4 separate regions of the Mus musculus genome follow, and all the other regions are linked to region 3. The links are chromatin contacts, called in public HiChIP or PLAC-seq maps. All regions are on one chromosome and are shown on one strand. The core of a region is the stretch at or near the end of the contact, and the rest is flanking DNA. Distances in the headings are between cores, read along the strand shown.

The links. HiChIP or PLAC-seq counts read pairs in DNA pulled down with a chosen protein or histone mark.
Region 1: a contact with region 3 is called in an H3K27ac HiChIP or PLAC-seq map of extraembryonic endoderm stem cells, with 6 times the contacts expected there. The contact joins two enhancer-like sites. A contact is called at or near these places in 4 of 484 Hi-C or Micro-C datasets (the AML12 cell line, liver and nephron progenitors), 5 of 115 datasets of contacts at active chromatin or transcription factors (VIP interneurons, embryonic basal ganglia, embryonic hindbrain and 2 more) and 1 of 9 other capture datasets (embryonic stem cells).
Region 2: a contact with region 3 is called in an H3K27ac HiChIP or PLAC-seq map of extraembryonic endoderm stem cells, with 6 times the contacts expected there. The contact joins two enhancer-like sites. A contact is called at or near these places in 1 of 115 datasets of contacts at active chromatin or transcription factors (extraembryonic endoderm stem cells) and 1 of 9 other capture datasets (embryonic stem cells).
Region 4: an H3K27ac HiChIP or PLAC-seq map of extraembryonic endoderm stem cells shows a contact between it and region 3, with 4 times the contacts expected there. The contact joins the promoter of Rps6kc1 here to the enhancer-like site in region 3. A contact is called at or near these places in 2 of 39 promoter capture datasets (cranial neural crest and stem cell-derived epiblast-like cells) and 5 of 115 datasets of contacts at active chromatin or transcription factors (the SCID.adh cell line, embryonic limb bud, extraembryonic endoderm stem cells and 2 more).

The regions. Positions count from the first base shown.
Region 1 is chr1:190,796,356-190,799,515 of GRCm38.p6, forward strand. Rps6kc1 (ribosomal protein S6 kinase polypeptide 1) reads right to left here. Exons shown (of 15, transcript NM_178775.4): 11 at 2,658-3,160; 12 at 2,297-2,386. Among named protein-coding and RNA genes, the nearest start is that of Gm51740, 22 kb to the right of the region's middle. Within about 2 kb of position 1,481, at least 18 of the 459 cell types and tissues checked have an H3K27ac peak or open chromatin away from gene starts, as enhancers often do. A contact at or near this core is called in extraembryonic endoderm stem cells and liver, where this site is marked.
Region 2 is chr1:190,852,674-190,856,122 of GRCm38.p6, forward strand. All of the region lies in intron 6 of Rps6kc1 (ribosomal protein S6 kinase polypeptide 1), which reads right to left. Among named protein-coding and RNA genes, the nearest start is that of Gm51740, 34 kb to the left of the region's middle. Within about 2 kb of position 2,003, at least 12 of the 459 cell types and tissues checked have an H3K27ac peak or open chromatin away from gene starts, as enhancers often do. A contact at or near this core is called in extraembryonic endoderm stem cells, where this site is marked.
Region 3 is chr1:190,128,125-190,131,234 of GRCm38.p6, forward strand. The region is part of intron 4 of Prox1 (prospero homeobox 1); the gene reads right to left. Among named protein-coding and RNA genes, the nearest start is that of Prox1os, 41 kb to the right of the region's middle. Within about 2 kb of position 1,612, at least 39 of the 459 cell types and tissues checked have an H3K27ac peak or open chromatin away from gene starts, as enhancers often do. A contact at or near this core is called in extraembryonic endoderm stem cells, liver and stem cell-derived neural progenitor cells, where this site is marked.
Region 4 is chr1:190,910,000-190,913,586 of GRCm38.p6, forward strand. It overlaps Rps6kc1 (ribosomal protein S6 kinase polypeptide 1), which reads right to left and starts at 1,771. Exons shown (of 15, transcript NM_178775.4): 1 at 1,557-1,771. The coding sequence starts at 1,661.

The DNA.
Region 1 (3,160 bases), core at 231-2,730, 670 kb after region 3:
CCTTCGTAGACATGGCTGGAGGTCTGTGGCTTTAAATCCAAGATCACAAAGTTGGCAGAAGCAATTCTTAAACAACAGAAGGTGATCATTTGCATTTCAAAATTTATCTATCTTGCTTTTCCCCTCAATTAGACCCAAACATGTTGATTCCCAGGTTTCTGTGAGTGTTTTCTGGTCTAAACTTATTTATAGAACAGAATAATAGCCCCCCTGCTAGTCTGGCGTTTGCTCAAGTTTCTGTCCATGTAAATCGAATCTGTTACTGGAAATTTTTCTCAAAATATCAAGGCACATCATCCACAAGATAAAAGGATGCGGTGATAGTATAAAGTACAGGCAGGTGGGTGATGGTTTTTGAACAAACAGCTGATAAGGATCCCGGGAGGGAGGAGGGCAGGGGCAGGCCACACTGGATAAACAGAGGGCAGAGCTCCCCTCAGCACCCTCTGGACTTTCCTTTCTAACCAGGCAGCAGAGCTTTGGCTTTAGTGACTATCTCAGCGGGACTCAGGTCAGAGTTAGGGGGAGGGCCGAATGTGGGAGAGAGAAATTGCTGCCAGGGACTCTCTTTACCTTCTGCTGTGGTCACTGTGCACTGGAATGCTGGCCCATTGCCACTGCTCTCGGCCACTGACAAGGGAGACTACCTACTCACAGGAGAGCCTTTTGGTTTTTAGGGATGTGCTGCAGCTTGAGGCTCCAACCCCTCTAGGATTCCGAGGTGCAGGCTCTGCCTCTATAGGTTTGAGGTCCTGTTAACAAGAAGGAGGCATCTACTTTTCTGGGTTTCTCCTTGTCGCTAAAGTTGATCTGCCCAAGGGTTGGAGGAACAACCCCCGTGGCTCATGCACAGAGCAGTTAAGCAGCTGGAAGGTGCAATTCTTTCATACAAACAATCACAACAAAGCCTCTCTTTAGACTACAGTTTGGCTGGATTTTTTTTCCCCCAAACACTATGAAGGACAACCTGGAAGGGGACTGCAGAAATCGAAGAATCCATTAATGGTATACTGCCACCTGCTGGTCAAATGTGAGGAATGGCATTCCTGGAGCCTGGACTTGGAAACTGGTGAACATGGAAAACTGTTACTTGGAATTAATTGTTAACCTGGAACAGTACACTTGGAAACTGATAAACTCAGTGAGTGAAACTGAGGGTTTGTGTGGGATAGTTTTATTCCATCATGTCAAAAGGCTCATATGCTAAAGGAGAACCGGCCTGTGAGTGCTCAGATGGCAAACAGCCCCACAGCCACTGCTTCGGAGAGAAGCATGCACGCACGACACTCAGCTCTAATCTCCGTGGCACACTGGGCCCCACTTCAGGACAGAACACACTTTACTCACAGGCTCTCCTCCCAGGTCTAAGGTGGACTCTAAAACCTCCAAATTCACTGTAATTAGCAAATATAGCCATGCTAGCTGGAACCTAACATGTGAGTTCTTAACCACGTTAGAAAGTGGCACCAGTGAACACAAGAGCAAACAGTCTCACTACAACGTTTCCGTTATTCATTAACTACATAACAGCATCGGTTCACAAGTGCTTGTTTGGGGGAAAGTTGGGGAATTTGCATTGGGTTGAAAACCTGCCTTTCCTCAGCCCAGCAACTCTCACCAAGGTAAGGTTCCCTAAAAACAATAAAGCCTTTTATTCCTAATTATCATCGTTTCCTGTGGAGCCGAGCTAAGCAAGGTGAGCAGCACAGCAGTGAGCCAGCACCAACGAAAGCCCATGTGGGCACCCAGTGACCCAGTGGAGCCCACCCACTCCCTCGGCCTGAGACCCCTGGCAGCCAGTGGGCGAGGGATGAGTGAACTCTGCGCCTTTCTGAGACTTAGTGCTCAGAAAAACTGGGCAAGCTGTGGGGTAAACAGCACCCCATCTGCACTGACAAGAGGGCAACACAAACTCAACGGATATGCTTAACTATGGATGCCAACAGAGGCCTGGACGGCCACAGACATACATCTGTGATGTTAAAAACAAAAAGCAGACCCATATCTTAATAAAATTTCAAGTCCACCCATGTGGAGAGGCTCAGGGGACACAAGGCCTTCCTTAAGACACTTCAAAGAACACAATGAGTTTCCAGAGATATATAAATGCTTTTACCAAGAGCACACCCATACACACCATCTTAGATTCCATACAGTTCAATCCCCTACTTTTCTTCGTTAGGGCTGAAGGGGTGAGCAGACCCGACGAGTGTGTGAGCCACTAGTGAAAGGCACAACTGGCAGAGAGAAGCAAGAGCCACCTTTCAAGTGAAGCATTTGAGGAGAGTGCTCTAACCTGGGGCACAGTACATTCTCGCTACGGCATCGCTGTCGCAGGAATCTTCAACCTCACTCCACCTGCTAAAATACGTTAGCTGAATGTGTCCTAAAAACAAAACGACAGGAGAAATCAAAACATTTTTCTCTTCCATTTTCTGCAGAAGCGAACTGTAATTACTCCTTTTGTAGCTAAAAACAGTATCATTAAGAATAATGGCATCATTAAGTACTAGAAGCTATTACTGGGGGTGAATTTGCCGCACTGATAATGAAGCTCTAGACAGGAAATGAAGATACTAATTACAAGATAAAACGCCTACTCAGTTAATTGGAAGCAACAGCGAATAAAAAGAAATGCATTTGTGAAAGTTCCTGACCTCCATCATTCAATAAGATGTTGTTTGGGTTCAGATCTCGGCACACAATCCCCTCTCTGTGCAAGGCGTCAAGGGCTACCACCATTTCCGCTGCCCATCTCTGAATGCAGCCCTCTGGGATGAAGAACCTGGAGCTAGCTGCTAGTCGTTTATCCAGGTCCTCAAAGATCTGATGGATTTCCTTGTCTGCTTCCCCGGCTCCCACACCTCGCTCCTGGGCCTCCGAGTCTCTCTGGAACAGAGAGTTCGCTTCTTCTTTAGTCGGTTCTGTGAACAGCAACACCTCCTCCGACGTGGCAGTGTCGGCGTATGCACTGTGTTCTTTATTAGCACCTGAGCAGGGACTAGAAATGTGGAACAGGCTTTCTTGCAAGGCCTGTGCAGTGACCACTACCTCCACCTGCCCCAGCCTGTCAGACTCGGAACGCAAGCTGGAAAACAGAAACTGGTCTGGGGAGCTCCTGTGATCAACGGCAGCCTCGAATAGCACCCCGGGATCTGCC
Region 2 (3,449 bases), core at 753-3,252, 720 kb after region 3:
GTGACTCTCCTGCCCCTCCCTATGCCTGGGTGCCTCTCTCCTAAAAAGCTACAAACAAATGCATAAGATGTGCTGTTGGGGACCACAGTCTCTGTCATTGAAATGTACACAAAAGGACCCTAGCAGAACTAAACAACATGGTCACACTAAAAGAGGAAATGACATTTTGAATAATTTTGCTTGAAATTGTCAAAACAGTATCAACAAGAAATGCAGGCATTCTAAGTAACTGTAAACCACAGTAAGCAGGACGAGCGCCACCAACGACTTCTCCTACCGCCAGGCACAGGTGTGAGAGATGCCTGTTTTAATGGTTTGTAAGAGCACAGGAGGCATGCCCTGTGTCCGGCAATTCTTCAATGACACTCACTTCTGTGGCCACCCACAGCAGTATGACAGCTGTTGAGGAAAGGCAGGGTCACACTCAAACGAGAACCAACCGGAAACTGAACTGAGCAGTTTACGCAGAGCAACGCTTGGTCCTGAACCCACAACAATCTGCGAGTTACAGATCACAGCTCTTAATGCGAGGCGGCACAGAAGAATTTTAAAACTTGCCGGGCAGTGGTGGCGCACGCCTTTAATCCCAGCACTTGGGAGGCAGAGGCAGGCGGATTTCTGAGTTCGAGGCCAGCCTGGTCTACAGCGTGCAATCCAGGACAGCCAGGACTACACAGAAAAACCCTGTCTCGAAAAACCAACCCACCGCCCCCCAAAAAAATGTTAAAATTTTCTCAGAGAGCCTTCGAGCCTGTCAGTGCTAAAGCAGTAGTTTCCAAACAGCTAGACAGTCGGTTTCCACTTGAGGTTTCGGGTTTATTTTTTATTTAATTTGACTTACATTATTCCTGGATATTTACACTTCTTCCTATCTGAATCAATAATTTCTTCAGTAATCACAGGATTAACCCAATCCTTTGAAGTGACCGTTTGTAAACTGTATTGCTGAAGACATAAAATGTGCTCGAGCTGCTGACAGAGGTCGTCTCCTCAGCCTGGGGGGCTCTCTGTCCCCGCCTTGTGCAGCACAGCAGCTGTGCCGCGCGCACACGCACAGGAATGAAAATATTTAGATGAGGAGCCGCCCACTTAGTTTATTTTCCATATGACTTTCCTGTAATTATTTTGTAAACTGTTCACACAACAATACATAAAAACATCTGCAAAAACAGGTAATTAATGTGTCAAGCCACACTAATGCATTTTTTATGGTGTCCATGCTTCGTCAACTGTAATTATAACTCTTTTTTAAGCAGATGATGATGTGTTTGTTGCAATGTGCAAGTGGTGATTTCAGATGCTGTTTACTGCTCATACAGTCTGAATATCAAACTCCACAGCGACTTTACCAGCAGTGCTTTACCTAGCTTTTTGCTGAAGCACGAAAGCACTGCTCTTTTTCCAAGCTATAATTTCCAGTAAACATTTTTGTCATTAAAATGTGAAACTCTCAGCATAAAAGCTGACATGAAAATAGTGAAAAATTCAAGGAGCCCACGCTGGCAAACTGTATCTTGACTTTCTTCCTCTGCCTGTGACCCTCTAGGAACTCCAGCACTGTAGATCATAGAAAACAGACAGCAAAACCTCCCCATGGTCATGGTCAACAGCTTAGAGACTGTTCTGGCACCGCAGCCCCTCAGACACACCCAGCACACACCGGGCTGGCCCGCAGAGATCGTGGTACCCTCACTGCTGTCACCGTAACTAATCCTGCTCCCCAATAGTAAACCTACTGCGGACAGACAGTCCTGATGACCCAAGGCATGTGACCTCCTAAAATTACAAAATAATCACAATGCTATATAGTCTTCCCCAGCGCCTTCTCCCCATTAGAAACAAAAGGACAATAAAAACAGCTGGATGTGGTAGCTCACCCCTATAATCTCAGCCCTACCCTCCAACAAGAAGATAGTGAATTCACCACCAGTTCCAGGCCAGCCTAAGCTACACCACACCCTGTCTAAAAATCAAGGGAAGGGCTAGCGGGATGACTCAATGTGTTATCTTTAGCTTGCTGTCAAACTTGACGACCTGAGTTGTCCCTGGGGCCCACAGGAGGAGCCAGTTGCCCTCTGATCTGCATATTTATATCATGGCACACAAGTGTACCATGTGTGTGTATCTGTGTGTGTTTGTGTGTCTGTGTGTGTGTGTGTGTGTGTGTGTGTGTGTATAAGAACACACAAAAAGCAAATATGCGTACACTTTAAAAAGAAATAAAAACACAAAGGGGAACAGCCAAAGCATGAGCAGAGCCCAGCTCCAGGCCTGAGTGATCAGAACGTCACACACAAGACTGCTAGAGACATGGAGAGTCCCACGCTGGGGTCCAGACGTAACTACTTGATAGAAACCTCTGATGATGAGCTACTATGTTCTTCAATGAACTATTACTGTGACATTGTTTCTCCAGAATATGAGTGGCCGCTGGACCACAGGAATCTAGTAACATCCTGTTTCCATAAAGATCAGAAATATTACATCAAGCAATTGACAGCTGCCCAGTTGCCAACACTTGTCTTATAGCGAGAGGGACTTACGGATGGAGTCCAAATAAAGAAAACAGAGTCCAGTTCCAGGGCTGCTAGAGCAGGTACACAAGACAAGGAAGAAAAGGGGACAGGGCACTGTGTGAAAGCCAGAAGATCACAGGCTCCCTCGGACATCTACGTAACAAGATATTCATCTAACAACACGCATAACTGATACATTTCAATGGCTGGACTCTGTACACTTTTGCCTGTTGGCTGCTAGCCACAATCGTCAAGATTCAACTCATTTTCTCCCTCTTCAAGAAGCACTGTTCTCCGTGAACCATCTCCTTCTTGCACCAAGCACCTACTTCTATGGGGAAAATGCAAACATTTCCAGAGAATACCTTCTGTTCCACATGCTCCATTAGGACAAAATGATGCACAACAGACCACTCAGGTTTGAGGGCCTGCAGACAAGACAGACGCCTTGGTGACTGACAGCACAGGAGTCCATCCACCATGGAAACAAGCAGAGGTGTGCAGTGGCAAGAGGTTGGAAAAGGGCTTCTGGTCTGAGCAGAACTGAGGGAAGGCTTCCTCCGCTGACCAGAGTCAACCAGGAAGATGGGGACATATCCAAGCGCGGCAGCAAGGGCTCAGTGTTTCTAAGGAGACAGAAAAATCCCCGTGGCTGAAGCTGAGCAGATGGTGGGGCCTGACTTCAGGTAAGCCTGGGAGGGAGGCAGAAGGCACGGGCATAGCCTGTGGCCACAGTAATCGAATGCACCTGAAAATCAGTGAGTCCTTTGGTAGCGCACTCAGAAGGCCTGAGATAAGGCTCAGGAGATAGACCACTTGCTGTGCAAACTGGGAGACCTGAGTGAAAATCCCACAGAAAATTAAATCATGTGGCTGTAGTAGATCACTATAATTCCAGCACTCCAGAGTCAAGCCAGAGGATCCCTGAGGCAA
Region 3 (3,110 bases), core at 362-2,861:
TGTCACAGAGAATAGAGGGGGGAATTACAAAGGTTAAAAAGAAGACAGTCTCTCCTATTTTCTGGAGACAGGGAAGCTGATTTTTCACACCTCTGAAGCATCGGTCAGCTCACTCACTAGCCTCTTGTAGGGGAGGAGGGGGGACCATAACCCTGCCCTTTGCTCAGGTCCCAGTGGACAGTCCTCCATTCTTGATCCCCTTCAAAAACTGGCCCACTGGCCTCAGCTCACCAATGGAATCATCTTTACTGAAATGGATAGAAAACAAGCCAAGCATTGCCCCCTCCCGCCCCTGCAGCCCCAAGAACCCCAAGAACCACCGCCCAATGGCCGCTTCAGCCTATCACCAGGTCCCAGTCTTTGTAAGGAAGATGTTTTGGACACGTTGTCTTGTAAGCTAATCCCCAGCCCCCACCCCAAACTTCAACATGTAAACGGAAGACGCGTATAAGGTTGACAGGAGTGGCTGAGAGGGGAGAAAGGAGAGCCCCTGCTTGCGTTCTGGTGAATCCGTTCGTGTGTGGGTTTTCTTTCTTTCTCCTTCCCCACTTTTTTTTTTTTAATACTATAAAAGGGCAATAAAATGCTGACTTCGAGAAGACAATGTCAAGGAGAAAAGGGTGCTGGTATTTTGGATACTCTTCACTGCTCGCCTTGGAGAGAGTTATTCCTGTCACAGGCCTTTTGTCTGCATCTGCTGACTGGCTTGCCCATAGCCAGCAGCATACTTTAACTGTTTTGTCACCTCCTAACATCACATGCATCAGCTGTTGGGCTTTTGTTACGGGTATTGTAGAACTAATCCGCTGTGGTTGTTCTACTGTGCAGTAAATAAAACAGAAACCCGGCTTCTCAGACCGCTCTGCATGAATATTTCAGACAGCTTTTTACAACTCCGGGACTCACCAAATCAAATAAATAAATAACTCCCCCACCCCCAGCATCCCCAGACCCTCCCCATTGACTGAAACAAAACCCCTCGAACTAGCCGCAGATGCCTCTGAGTCACAGGGACTGGAGCTGGCAAACAATTGCAAGTTGAAAGAAAAGTGGTCTCAACTTCGGGGGCACCGCTGAATTCATATTTAAGAGGAGAGTTAAATACATCTGAGGCACAGGGCTGGCTAGGCATCTCGGAAAATCTGCAAAGCCTTTTGGGGGGGGCTTATATAATTATATATTTTTATATATTTTACACACACATGTAAGTATGTTTCCATATATATATATCCATATATAAAATGTTACAGTTACTCTTAATTAATCTTTGGGCCCTTTCCATAATGTGTAACCTGCACAGAGATGTGCTGAGAAAAATCAGACTCTAAAATGTTCTTCAAAACTAAACACACAGCGTGAACCCTCCATATGTATGAACACGACAGTTCACCAAGCAGAGACACCAAAGCATTTCCCAGACGACTTCTGAACGTCTTTGGAAGAGTTCAGAGGAAGAAGGGCATCTATCTCCCCAACACGGGCATGCCTGGGACACAAAGGTCCCATGAAAGAGACCAACGCTGAAGTTCTTTCCGAGCCTTTCACCCTGGTGGGCACATGACTCCTCTAAACAAACTCGCCCATCCCTGCTGTTTGTTAAGTAAATATTGATCAAGGAGAGGCCTGTCTCCTGACTGCAGTGGCGTAAGCTGGGGACCTGTACTGCTCAAGAGTGGGCTTAGATGGATGAGCTCAGATGGGGCTGTACTCTTCACAGAGACTATCAGCCATAACAGATACAGAGACCGTATGGTTGCTCCTTGCCTCTTTCTTGGTCACCCTAACTCCAGCCAGGAGCAGAATCAAGAAATCATGGACCTATGAAATATGGCCACACGATGCCACCCATGCATGCGGTTGTGCTGTGTGGACAGCCCAGACTCCCCTGCCTTTCAGAAGACTGGGAGGTTTGGATGCTATTGGTGAATTGTGGGATTCTCTCACCCTTCTCAGAGTGGACAGAAACTTCAGAGCACAGTTCTGCCTCCTGGGAAGCGTCTTCCCATGGTTAATGAGCATGCGCAGAGCCTGGTTTTGAGTCTGCTTGGGTGACATTATTGGCTGGGTCCACACATGGGAGAAAGATGCTTTGTATTTTATTTTGCTTATTTCATAACTGGGACTCAAAGTCTCACCTTCTGTAATGTCAGGGGCTGAATGGAAGTGTGTTCTTTCTTGGGAAGAGACAGTTTTGAGTCATCTTTACAGTCTGAGTATGTATTAGCCCTGAGCACCGTGATCTAAGAGTAAGGCGTCCTGTTTTGTGTGTGTGCGTGCATGTGTGTGTGAGTTTGTGTGTGTGTGTATGTGTGAGACAGAGGGAGGGTTGTGTGCATGTGTGTGTGTGTGTGTGTGTTTGTGTGTTTGTGTTTGGGGTGTGATAGAGAGAGAAAGGGCCAACTGGCATGTAAATGTGATTAGGATGTCCTGGATGCTCTCTCTACCTGTGTGCAGGCGGGGGCAGCCTCCAGAATCACACTAAAGGGAGGTTTTCACAACAACTAAAATTAGGCCTAAATCCCCCTTCCCTCCCTCTGATGCTGCAGGGGGCATTCAACTTTCAGGCCCCTTGGAGGATTCAATTACTTTAATACTTGAGTAATGCGGGGTCCCAAGAGTGAACCTATCTCCTAGCTACACATTTAGCTACTTAAACATCTGAAGAATAAATACTCTTAGGAATTTTTTTTTAAAGCAAAAATACACATGCACACATGGAGTGGGAGGGGGCTGTGTTTCCTTGGTTTAAGCAAAAGAACATATGGCATAATAGTCTCGTCTTCCCCCCACCCCCCTTTTATTTTAAAACAAAGCTACAAAAGAACAATGTTCTGTTGAGCAAAATTCAGTAGCATTCTGTAAACATTAATTTAAGAAAATCAATAGACTCAGTGAGCTAAAGCCATATTACAAGATAAACTGGCCAGAGTGCCACTTTGTCAAATAGATTTTCCTTTTCCTAGGCTGGAGAAAGACAGTTTCAAAATGGGGCAAACGTGTTGCAACCAAGGTTTGAAAAGTATGTGGCCTTCAAACCGTCTGTCTGCTCCTACAAAGCTGGACAAACAGACTTTCAAAATGATAAGACGGGTTTAGAATAGACTTGGTGT
Region 4 (3,587 bases), core at 521-3,020, 780 kb after region 3:
TGGTTCGAGAAGTTGTGTATCAGGAAACCAAAGATCGCAAATGACCAAAGAGGTCTCAAGATTGCCTAGCAAGAATCTCCTCACTTCCTTACATTTCTTTGAAAAAACTGCTACTCACACCCCACGTACACAACACTGACCTAGGCAAACTTCTCCCTACTCTTAAGAACTTGGTCTTCTTGCTGTCTTGAGAAACTTGCTCAACCCAGCGACACACTCCCATCTGTCTGACTCTGCATCATCTCCAAATGCTGCCAGCCCCTTGCATGCCCCAAGCTCAGTTTACCCCAATCTCTTCTCTCAGCTTCCTCAGGGCAGATTCCTGAGTGCTTTTTGAATATTCACTGCACTATTAACATTATTATTGCCCCTCCGTCAATACCCCTCTTCTTCAAGACTTAACACTAGCAACTGAGTTTCCTCATCGTGGGTTAAGCAGAACTGGTCCCGAAGCTCAAAGCTGCTACTGCTCTGCAACAGAAACTTTAGCAAACTTTTAAACTTCCTTGAATCTGCTTCCTCATCATGAAGTTGTACAAAATGCCCAGCATACACACAGCAGTGCACATAAGCACTTATTTCATGTTATTGTTCTCATTTCCCAGGAAAACGAGTTCTCAAAACTTAAGCTGAGGCAACAAAATTTAAGAAAAACAGTACTAAATTTGGAACAGTGAATTTATGTAAAAAAAAATTACCATTTATTTATTTGGGGGGACGACACCTTCAGTGGTCAGAGGACAATTTGCAGGAGTCAGTTCTCTCCTTCCACCATGTAGGTCCCAGGGAATGAAAACAGTTCTTCGGGCTTGACAGCAAGCATCTTTACCTGCTGAGCCATTGTGCCACACCAACCACCCTCAAGTCTCACTTAAGTACACATGTGTCTCCTGAAAAGACTCATCAAAACTCAGAAGCAAAGGCTAAAGATCCAAGACGAGCGTCTTAACAGCGAAATCTTCCCAAGATTCTACCTGCCTCACGGCAAGCCAGCCACTGAATGAGAAGAGGAAACGTCCCTTCCGTTACATAAGCCCCACAACACACCCACTAACATTTTTAAGTGTGTGTTTTCCCTCTGGAATGCACCAGCCCAATTCTGCAAATTTCATTTCAAGAGAAAGTCCACATAGGACAGAGGACTAGGTCATCCATTTAAAGACATCCACCAGTGTTCCACCCCAGAATGGCTGGTGGAGCCCAGCATCCCTTATGGAGCCTGCACTCCAGTCTACCAGGAGTCCATTCTCATGCTTAGAGTTCCCATCATCTCCATCCTGGGGTCCCTCTCTCCTGACTGAGGTCTCCAATATCTCCATCCTGGAGTCCTGTCTCCTGGCAAGGGTCCCCAGCATCTCCATTCTGAGATCCCATCTCCTGCCTGGGGTCCTCAACATCTCGAACCTAGAGTCCCATCTCTGCCTGGAGTTCCTGTGTACTGTCTAGGGTCTCCTGTCCGAGTCTCCATCCCTCCCTACCAACCTACCTACCACTCGCCGCACCCAGCCGCAGCCCGGAGCCCGTGCCCCGCCCAGTGTCCCTATCCAGAAACTCACCCGTGCGGTAACCTTATAGACAGTGTAGCCCCTGGGGTGTCGCTGGGGCTCGGTGACAGTGTAGAAGCGGGCCAGGTCCGCACTGTGACCCCAAGGAGAGGTCATCCTCCCTCCGCCCGTGCTTCCGCCAGCTGGGGACCATCGGGCAGCCCCAGCTGTGCCGGACTCCACGCAGCACTAAGCACGAGCACCGCGAAGAGGGGGCGGTGGCTCCTGGGGGGCTGTCGCTTGGATCTGCTTCCGGATCACCACACAGACTTCCGGGTCATCCCGGTCGACGTTCGGGATAAGAAGGTGCGGCTCTGGATCCTCTCCGAGCTGTATCGTCCGCTGTGGTTACTAGCGCCTAGCTCAGTCGCCATGGATACCGGAGGCGTCCCTACTAAGTCTCCTGGTGCACTAGCTTCGATGTCTACTAGAATTTGCGAGCTGGGGAGAGGGTTGGGCCTCCCGCCCTGTGCTCCTGTAGAGTCCTGGGTGATGGACGCAGCGGTACCCGAGCCAAGCATCTCCTTTCCTTCCCTACTTACTCTGTGCGGTGCCCACAGCAACATCGCAGCGCTCTGACAGACACGTCCCCATTTTCCCGTAGATGAACCCTCTTTGACATACCTACAGCTGCACGACAAGCCCTCACCCTACGTAGAATAGAAGTGCATCCCTCCCACTCTCTCAGGGAGATTGCTTGAGACCAACATGGGTCAAGTAGTGAGTTCAGAGTTAAGCTGGGCTACATGGGGAGAACCTGTCTCAAAACACAAAATTTGCTCAGTCACAGGATCCAGGGCAGTCTGCTATACATAACAAGACTCTCAACAACAACAACAACAAAGAAGTTTGTTGTTTTTTCAACAGTCCCTAGACTCTTAAATGTGCATCTGTTGTGGGGGTTGTAGAAGGAGACTCTCAAAGTCACTACAAAGAGTCTCCAGTTTCTATTGATTGGCATCCCCTACCTGGCAATTTTTTTTTAACTTTCTCTTGATCAGAGCTCTCATTCCCAAAAGATTCATTGCAAGGTTCTGTCGTTGTTAATTCTGTGTCTCTTGCTTCCTCTCCTCCCTGCCTTCTAACCCCTAGAACACACAATTAAGGAAGGAAGGAAGGGAAGAAACAAAGAGGGAGAAACAGAGATGGTAAGAAGAATTAGAGATGTGGTTGAGTAGTTAGTTAGGATCTCTGATTGCTCTTCCGGAGGAATGGGTGAGGTTCAAATCCCAGCATGCCAGTGGCAGCTCTTAGCTGCCTGTAACTCCAGTTCTGAGGGATCTGATGCCCTCTTCTGGCCTCCTCCAGCACACAAGTAGTACACATACCTAAGAGCAGAAAAACACCCATAGACATAAAAATAAAAATCCTTTTACAAAGGAAAAGAGTGACTTTAGCACCCTTTGTCTGCTCACATCTCCATCCCAGCCTGACACCCTTGCTCATTTGAAAACTACTTGCTCCACTCATGTGCTGATTTCCACTCTCTTTGGCAGAAAGAAAAACGTTGTTCTAATAATGTCTCCACCCTGTATGTTTGATCTTCGACTATTAACCTCTTCTGAGCCTTTAGGCTTTTCTTATTATTTCTCTTATGTGTATGGGTCTTTTGCCTGCCTGCATGTATGTTGACCACATGTATACCTGGTACCCACAAAAAAAAAAAATCACCACAGATCCCCAGGATGGTTCATGTGGGTCCTGGGATCCAAATCCAGGTAGGTCCCCTGCAAGAGCACCAGGTGTTCTTAACTGCTGTTATCTCTCTAGCTCAAGCCTATACAGTCAAAAAACTAGCTATCACTTATTCATTAACCCTGAATTCACTACCTGCTATGTGTCAGACTTTATACTAATGAGGCATTGGAGTTATAAAGACTGTTCCTCTCTTTCTTTACATACCATCACTAGTATGCAACGAAGTATATAAATATGACCAGTACATACCATGGCATGCTATAGAAAACCGATAATCCAGAATGGCCTCTGATCAAAGGAAACTGCCTGATACAGGAAAGACAGATGGCAGATAGCCAGGAAGAA